2 separate regions of the Mus musculus genome follow, and region 1 is linked to region 2. Evidence: chromatin contacts called from public HiChIP or PLAC-seq data. All regions are on one chromosome and are shown on one strand. The core of a region is the stretch at or near the end of the contact, and the rest is flanking DNA. Distances in the headings are between cores, read along the strand shown. Region 1 overlaps Acer2 (alkaline ceramidase 2). Region 2 holds the start of Rps6 (ribosomal protein S6).

What was found. HiChIP or PLAC-seq counts read pairs in DNA pulled down with a chosen protein or histone mark.
Region 1: a contact with region 2 is called in an H3K27ac HiChIP or PLAC-seq map of microglia, with 2.8 times the contacts expected there. The contact joins the enhancer-like site here to the promoter of Rps6 in region 2. A contact is called at or near these places in 2 of 15 datasets of contacts at CTCF or cohesin (CD8 T cells and the NIH/3T3 cell line), 10 of 484 Hi-C or Micro-C datasets (CD4 T cells, CD8 T cells, the G1E-ER4 cell line and 4 more), 12 of 115 datasets of contacts at active chromatin or transcription factors (CD8 T cells, the SCID.adh cell line, embryonic stem cells and 6 more) and 3 of 9 other capture datasets (adipose tissue, liver and pancreatic islet).

What each region holds. Positions count from the first base shown.
Region 1 is chr4:86,897,419-86,901,588 of GRCm38.p6, forward strand. It overlaps Acer2 (alkaline ceramidase 2), which reads left to right. Exons shown (of 6, transcript NM_139306.3): 4 at 3,064-3,201. Among named protein-coding and RNA genes, the nearest start is that of Acer2, 25 kb to the left of the region's middle. Within about 2 kb of position 1,478, at least 54 of the 459 cell types and tissues checked have an H3K27ac peak or open chromatin away from gene starts, as enhancers often do. A contact at or near this core is called in adipose tissue, liver, microglia and 1 more, where this site is marked.
Region 2 is chr4:86,855,870-86,859,558 of GRCm38.p6, forward strand. It overlaps Rps6 (ribosomal protein S6), which reads right to left and starts at 1,498. Exons shown (of 5, transcript NM_009096.3): 1 at 1,452-1,498; 2 at 859-990; 3 at 277-487; 4 at 1-144. The coding sequence starts at 1,457.

The DNA of each region.
Region 1 (4,170 bases), core at 228-2,727, 42 kb after region 2:
TCACAGTTAGAACACACACTGTCACGGCCCCTCAATTCTGGAAATTTCTGGCTCTCTAATACCTAGGGCCTCTGGTGACTCTTGCTCTAGTAGGCTGGGCTGGGCTGGCTTTCTGATGGCCGTGTGACCTCTGTTTACTTCGACTGGTTGCAAAATTGTGCGTGTGCACAGGATGTCCTTGTCGTCCAGCACATTCCTCCACTCCCTCTGGACCGAGTATGGGGAGGTGTCTGCCACTGTCTCCTAAAGCTTGTGCCTTTAAACTATTTGGCAGTCTTATATGGAGCCTCAAGGGAATTACAATGGCTGGCCAGCCTGCTCTCCGTCAGGAGATATTATCAGCAGTAACATTTTTTTTTTCTGTCTTGTTTGCTTTGTTCTGTTTCATTTTGAGGCATGGTCACACTCTGAGTCTACTTGGCCTCAACTCAAAGCAATCCTCCTGCTTCAGCCTCCCAAATGCTCAGATTATTGCTCAAGTAGTGACATTATTAACATAGTATTTTTTTCTTATTGGCACATTACACACCTGAGCTCTGTATTAAGCACTGTTGTGCTCTCAAGAATGTCATGGGCGTTAGTGGTTCAGTTGCAGTGGGAAAGTCTAGAAGAGTTAAGCGTCTTATGAAGGCCCCACAGACACTGAACAGTGCATTTGTGAGTCCATCTGTCCATCTGAAATGTCTGTGCTTTTAATTACTGTATTCCTCTTTGTAACCTGTGATTGGAGCTTCCATTCCACTGGGTTTGGGAGGCGCTATACTTTGAAATTTTCTTTTCTTCCCTCTCTTCCCCCTTCCCTCTTCTCCTCTCCCTTTTCTTCTCCTCTCCTCTCCTCTCCTCTCCTCTCCTCTCCTCTCCTCTCCTCTCCTCTCCTCTCCTCTCCTCTCCTCTCCTCTCCTCTCCTCTCCTCTCCTCTCCTCTCCTCTCCTCTCCTCTCCTCTCCTCTCCTCTCTTCCTTCTTTCCTTTCTTCCTTCCTTTCTTTGAAATACAGTCTCATCCGTCCCAGGGTGACTCCAAGCTTGCTATCTGAGGATGGCTTTGACCTTCTAATCCTCCTGTCTCCTCCTTTCATGGACTAGGATCACAAATGTGTACAAGCACACGCAGGTTTTGAGGCATAAGGGATGGACCCTGAGGCTTCGTGCATGCTAGAAAAGCACTATATTAACTCAGCTGTATCTCTAGCCTTCAAGTCTCTGCTTATATGTTTCCAATTGAAAGGTGTGTGTGTGTGTGTGTGTGTGTGTGTGTGTGTGTGTGTGTGTGTGTGAAGCCCAGAGGGTAAAACAACGTACAGACATGGTATATGGTGAGAGGATAAGGAAACACATGGGCTTGTCCTGTGACAAAGAGAGAAGATGGAGGGATCAGAAAGAGACCAGCAAAATGCCCCGCTAGCCGTGGCTTGCAGGGAGAGTTGACCAGTGCCCGAGAGGCCATGAGCCTGGTGCTGCTGGCTGTGCTGACCTCATGCTGGACAGGCAGCCTTGCTTCCGGTAGCTGAAAAGTTCTGGTCTGTCAGGAAGAAAACACGAGGCTCCTGATCATTTGCTGCCTGCTTCCTTTCACATAGGGCTGTTCCCCTCTGGTTCAGGGCTACCGAGCCTGCTCATTCCAGTCAGAAGGTTGGCAGCTTGATCAATGACTTCCTGTGCCTTGATGATAAATGCCTTTCCTCTTTAGAAGATAAATCTGTATTTTGAAGGGTCAATGCTTTTTGAGTTTTTTATAATAGAACTTCATTCCAATCCATTTCCTAACGGTGACCTGTTCCAGGGCTCTTGGCCAAAACAAATTCTGACAAATAACAGAAAGTACAGGACAATCATGCTCTCCCTAATTTAAGTCATGGAAGAGGCCTCTGAGAGTGGTTGGGCCAGGGCCTTTTTGCTCTATAGATGAGAAACAGAGTCCCCGGAGAGAGGAAGCAGCGTGCTCAGGATCACGTCGGCCGCTTCTGGCTGGCTCCACTTCCCTGAAGGCCAGCCGTCTATCAAGTTAAGATCCTGTCAAGACAAAGCCCCACTTCATGCTACACCTACACGTTGCCAGGAAATACCTTATTTGATTTTTTTTTTTCACAAAACCTCTAGTTTTGTAGGCTGGGCACATAGGAATTTTTTTCTTTTTTAAGTAGTAATGTTTATTCTTTATTAATGGTCTCTGGTGTCTCATAAAAGTCATCCGCTTTGACCTGGTAGAACTGCGTGGGGCTAAATGGATTCTGGGAAGTTTTATGAGTATGTAGGCATGCCCGTTTCTGAACTTAACTTTATAAAGGCAGAGCTGAGTGGCTGGGGCAAGGAGCTTAGGACCCGCAAAACTGAAAATACTTCAGACCCTTTACAGATTTTTTTTTTTTTTTTGAGACAGGTTATGTTAAGTAGTTGAGATTGGTCTTGAAGTCCTGATCCTCCTGCCTATACCTTCCAAGTTCTGGGATTATACTCTATGCTACTGTGTCTGGCTTATAAAGAAAGGATTTGTCAAGTCCTGCAGATCTGATAAAACACAGAAAGACAGAAGCAGGGAAGTCACTGCCTCCCTAGAGACGTAGGTTGGTTGTGGCTTAACCATTTTCCTAGCTAAATGTTTTCAGTCTTTGATTCCCAGCCATCAGCTCCTAGAAGCAGAGAGGATGGCTTTTAGATGTGGCTCATCTGTGACCTAACAGTATTCAGTGCACAGTGGTTCTCCACCTGTGAGTTGTGACCTAGTCACATATCTGACACCCTGCACATCAGATATTTACATAATAATTCATTACAGTAGCAAAGTTACAGTTACAGAGTAACAATGGAATAATTTTGTGGCTGGGGGTCTCCACAACATGAGGCCCTGTATCAAAGGGCCACAGCATTGGGATGGTTGAGAATCATTGGTGTAGAAGTTCTCAATTTGCACAGATAGTAGGGGCTGCACCTCACCAATAGTGATGAGCAACGGGAGCGTGAGCAAGGCCTTGGGGTCAAGTCCTCAGCATGAGTTTGGGGGAGTGTGTGAAACAAACAAGCATGGTTTCCTTCGTCAATGGATTTTCTTTACTTCCACTGACTTAGGGGCAGGTTCAAGGCAGTGGTGTGTGTCCTGTCTGCAATTACAACGTGCTTGGCGTTTATCAAGCCCGCCATCAACAATATTTCCCTGATGATTCTGGGACTTCCATGCACTGCGCTGCTTGTTGCAGAGCTGAAGAGGTGGGTACCACTCTTCCTGTCTTTTGTTGCCTGGGTAACCAACCATTTTCTTCTGGGAAGTTGTAGATGAAGGCTTCAGGTTCATATTCATATATATATATATATATATATACATACATATACATACATATATATATTCATGTTTTTAAAAAATATTTTTTAAAAATCCATATATTTTATTTCATGTGCATATGTATATGCCTGAATGCATTACACCGTGAGCATGTAGGAGCCCATAGAGATCAGAAGAGTAGCTTGATCCCCAGGATCAAGAGATGAGATGCCCGACAGGTGTGCTCAGACCAGATCTGGTCCTCTACAAGAGTGGTAAATGCTCTTAACCTCCATCTCTCCAGCCCTTCCAGAAACATTTTATGGGGACTGGAGATATGGCTTGGGGGGTTAAGAGCACTTGTTGCTCTCCCAGGTGTACTTGGTCCTGTTTCCAGCAACTAAAAGCTGGCTCCTAAGCATCTGACACCCTCTTCTGACCTCTGCAAGTACCAGGCATGTGCATGTAGTTACTTTAAAATGCATTTGAATTCATACTTCTCTTACTATGAACACTGAGTGTCTTGATTTTAAAACATCGTTTCCTGCTATGTAGCTGAGGCTGGCCAGGCTAACTCATAGTGATCTTTCCACTCTTCTCTGGTGCTGAAATTCTAAGTGTGAAATGAGAGTGCCTGTAATTAAAAAAATAAAAATTTAAAATTTTTAAAAATTATAAAACAATATTTTATGTGTATGGGTGCTTTGTCTGTCTATATGTCTGTATATCACTTGCATACCTGGTACTTGGGGAAACCAGAAGAAGGTATCAGATTCCCTGGAACTGGAGATGGTTGCTGGAAATTGAACCTGGATCATCTTAAAGAACAACCAAGTGCTTTTAACCCCGAACCATCTTTCCAGACCCTAAATGTTGTTTGTTTGTTTGGTTGGTTTTTAGATAGGATTTCTCTCTGT
Region 2 (3,689 bases), core at 248-2,747:
CTTTGTTTAAGGGCTTCCTGACAACATACTGGCGGACATCATCTTCTTTGGAGAGATTAAAAAGCTTGCGGATTCTACTAGCCCTTTTAGGTCCCAACCGACGAGGCACAGTAGTGTCTGTCAGTCCAGGAATATCCTTCTCTCCTTAAAGAAACAATCAAAATAGAGACATTAAATGTTTATCACTTGGGAAACAACTTCTTGGGCCAATGCCCACTACCTAGGAGGCAGATCTCTCTCAATAAACAAGCAAGCAAGCTTCAACAAAAGCCTCACCTTTCTTTACAATGACCAAGTTGAGAACACTGAGATTAGCGTCCACAATGCATCCACGAACAGACTTGCGCTTCCTCTCTCCAGTTCTCCTTGGCCTGTAACAGGAATGCCCCTTACTCAACAGCAGGCGCACTCTGCCATGGGTCAGAACACCTTGCTTCATGGGAAAACCTTGCTTGTCATTCCCACCGCTGATCCGGACCACATAACCCTGCGTTGAACATAAAATAACAACATTTTACTAGTTCAGTTCCAACCTACTAAGTGCAGGTTCTTAACCTCTTAGGTTCAACACCCGACTAGGGAGAATAACTGAGACCAATTTCAACCACTCACGTTTTGTCTCCGTTTCCAACTAAGGTAAACTAGCCATCTCTCTCCTTTTGACTTACCCTGACTACCCCGGTTTTACTAGCATGAACATGAAAGGCTTTTTTTAAGACCCTGAATTCCGTACGGCAAGCAAGAAAGAAGCATGTCCTTTCGGCCCATTTCCCCAAACTTGGTTCTATTAATGAAACTTAACCCAAAACAGCCCTTGCGCTCGCCAAGCTGGGACATGGATGCCGGTAACAACCTTACCTTCCACTCTTCACCAAGAGCATCAGCGGCTACTTCCGTGGCCATGCGCTTCTCATAGAAGGTGCGGAGCTTGCGCTCGTCATCCACCTCGATGAGCTTCTGACAGCCGGTGGCGGGGAAGGAGATGTTCAGCTACAGTTTTAAAGGGGGACAAGAGAGAACCTTAGGGACCCAAGCCGGGCCGACAACGCAGGGCGTCCGAGGCTCGGATCCCACGCCCGGCAAAGCGCCGCATCCACGGGACATTTTACAGGAGCTCTGTGGGATGCTGAGGACGCCGGGCGACCCTCAAGACCTCCGCTAGCAGAGTGGCGAGGGCTCGAGAGCCGCAAGGCTGCCAGCCGCGAGCGGGGCTTCGGGACCGCGCGTGCCGGGCCCGGAGCCGGGCGCCGCTATGGCGCTACGTCCACCGCGGCGGCGCTGCAATCGCCCGCCATCCGCTCTCCCAGAGCGTCCCAGGGCCGCCAAAACGAGTTCCCTCCCGCCTCGGATCCTTCTCCACTTAGTGCGGGACTTATGCGAGCCTGGGACCGAGGCCGTGCCGCACGCTCGGGCTCGGGCGGCCTCACTCGGCCCTGGCCGGGGACGCCTACCTTCATCTTGACACAGCCGAGCGCCTGGGAGGCGTCACGAAAAAGAGGCCCGACTTCCGCTTAACCCAGGGCACATAGCGCTCTAAGTTCTCGCGAGAACAGCCGGCGGAAGTGACTTTAGAGGGGCGTTACTTCCGGGCGTAGATTAACTAGACTATGGAGAGGCCGGTTTGCAGCGAGCTGTCATTTTAGCTTCCTGGACCTTCCTGGTGACGGGGTCTGTCGTTTATCACCGGGGTTAGCCGCTTCCAGACTGGTCTACTGAGGAGCCGAATCTCCGTTTGCGACCCTGGTTTCTAGTAGTACCTAAAATGGGAAAGCACGACCGGAATTGTCGCCCTGGCTGTCAGGTCCCTCATCCGTACAGAAGATTTCCAATCCGGGATCTTGTCCTGATCCCAGCGATTGAGTGGCTCCTGTAGTCGCCGGACCGCAGAGGCTAAGCAGTCACGTTTACCCAGCACAGACATCTATCGTATGCCTCAGAGTCTTGAGCCTCTCTGCTTTCGCTCTTCTTCTGCCAAAATTGTCCCTTTTGTGGCTGGGCTGGGGGTGACAACTCAGATTGGAAATTGAGCCTCGGGGCTCATCACTGAGCGGCACCGTCGTTGTCAGCTCTTTTTTCAAAACACAAATTAACACCATTTCCATGCTTGTTTACTGCAGTCACACACAGTTCTGTTCAAACTCGTCTTTTGTTTTTCTGAGACTGTCTTTGTATAAAACCCTGGCTGTTCTGAAAGTCTCTATGTACATCATACCCATCTGCTCACCACTGTCACCAATTTCTGTCTCTAAAATTTTGAGTAAGTCCATCATGTGATGGAATCAAATGGAAGTTGTCTTTTTATAACTGGCTGGCTTCACTGAGTGCAGTCTTCAAGTTTATATTTTTCTTCCTTTTAAAGGCGCGTGTGTGTGTGTGTGTGTGCGCGCGCGTGCGCGCGCGCGCGATCACATTTTGTGTGTTGATTTTCTTGTTGAACATTTTTGTTGCTTTATACAATATCCTTGGAAGTATGGCTGCCTGCCTCTGCCCTCAGACATCAGAAGGGGTCTGATCCCTTTGAATTGGAGTTACAGATGGTTGTCAGCTGCCATGAAGGTTCTGGGAATTGAATGCTGGTCCTCTGGAAGCCCAGCTACTAGTCTTAACCACTGAGATGTCTCTCCAGACCCTGTGACCTATTTTTAAATTTTGGATTGTTAGACCTGCCATTGGTGATGCCTGCTTCTAACCCTGGCACTATGGAAACAGGCAGGACGGCTGTCACAAGTTCTTGCCAGCTTGGACTATATAGTAAATTCCAGGGTAGGCAGAAATACACAGTGAGAGCCTGAATCAAACATGCACACAAGTGAGAGAGGGGTTGGAGGAGCTTGCATGTGATACTGAGGTATCTGAAGGCAGGCTTTCACCTTGCAGCCCAGGCTGATGTCAAACTCCACGGTGTTGCTGGGGGATGACTCCTGATCCTGGAGCTTTCACCTCTCAAGTGCTGAGATTATCATAGGCCTGTGCCACCGCAATCTGATCTTAAAGACTGGTCCCTGTTTATTTTAGTTCTTGTATTAGGTCAGTGGTCCACTTGGAGTTTTGTTTTTTAAACCAAGTCTTACTGTGTTGCCTAGGCTGGCCTCTTGGCCTCTGTACTTGAACAGTCCTTTTACAGCCTTCCAAGTGGCTGGAACTACAACACATGCCATTGAAATCTGCACAGTGGTCATGCTCATATGTCTCTCCAACAGTAGACTCGCCTCCTCCTTTCCCATGTAGGTATGTAGTTGTTCCGGCAGTGCATGTGATGGGAGCGCTCTCCACACACTTGACCTGACCCTTTGGTTTGTTATGGCTGTCCAGTGCCAGGTCACACTAGTTTTGTTTTTGTTTTTTGAGACAGGGTTTCTCTGTTTAATCCTGGCTGTCCTGGAACTCACTCTGAAGACTAGGCTGGCCTTGAACTCAGAAATCCACCTGCCTCTCCCTCTCAAGTGCTGGGATTAAAGGCGTGTGCCACCACTGCCTGGCCATACTGTTTTGATTACCATAATTTTGTAAGATTCCTAGAATGGGCCTTGTAATGCTAACACTCACAAGGAGAGATGGGAGAGTTGTGAATTCCAGGGCAGCGTCCACAACCTAGCAAGAGCTCATCACCACAAACACACACACACACAATTATTTGCCTATAAATTAATGCCAGGGTCACATGGGGGAGACCCTGTCTTAAAACAGAT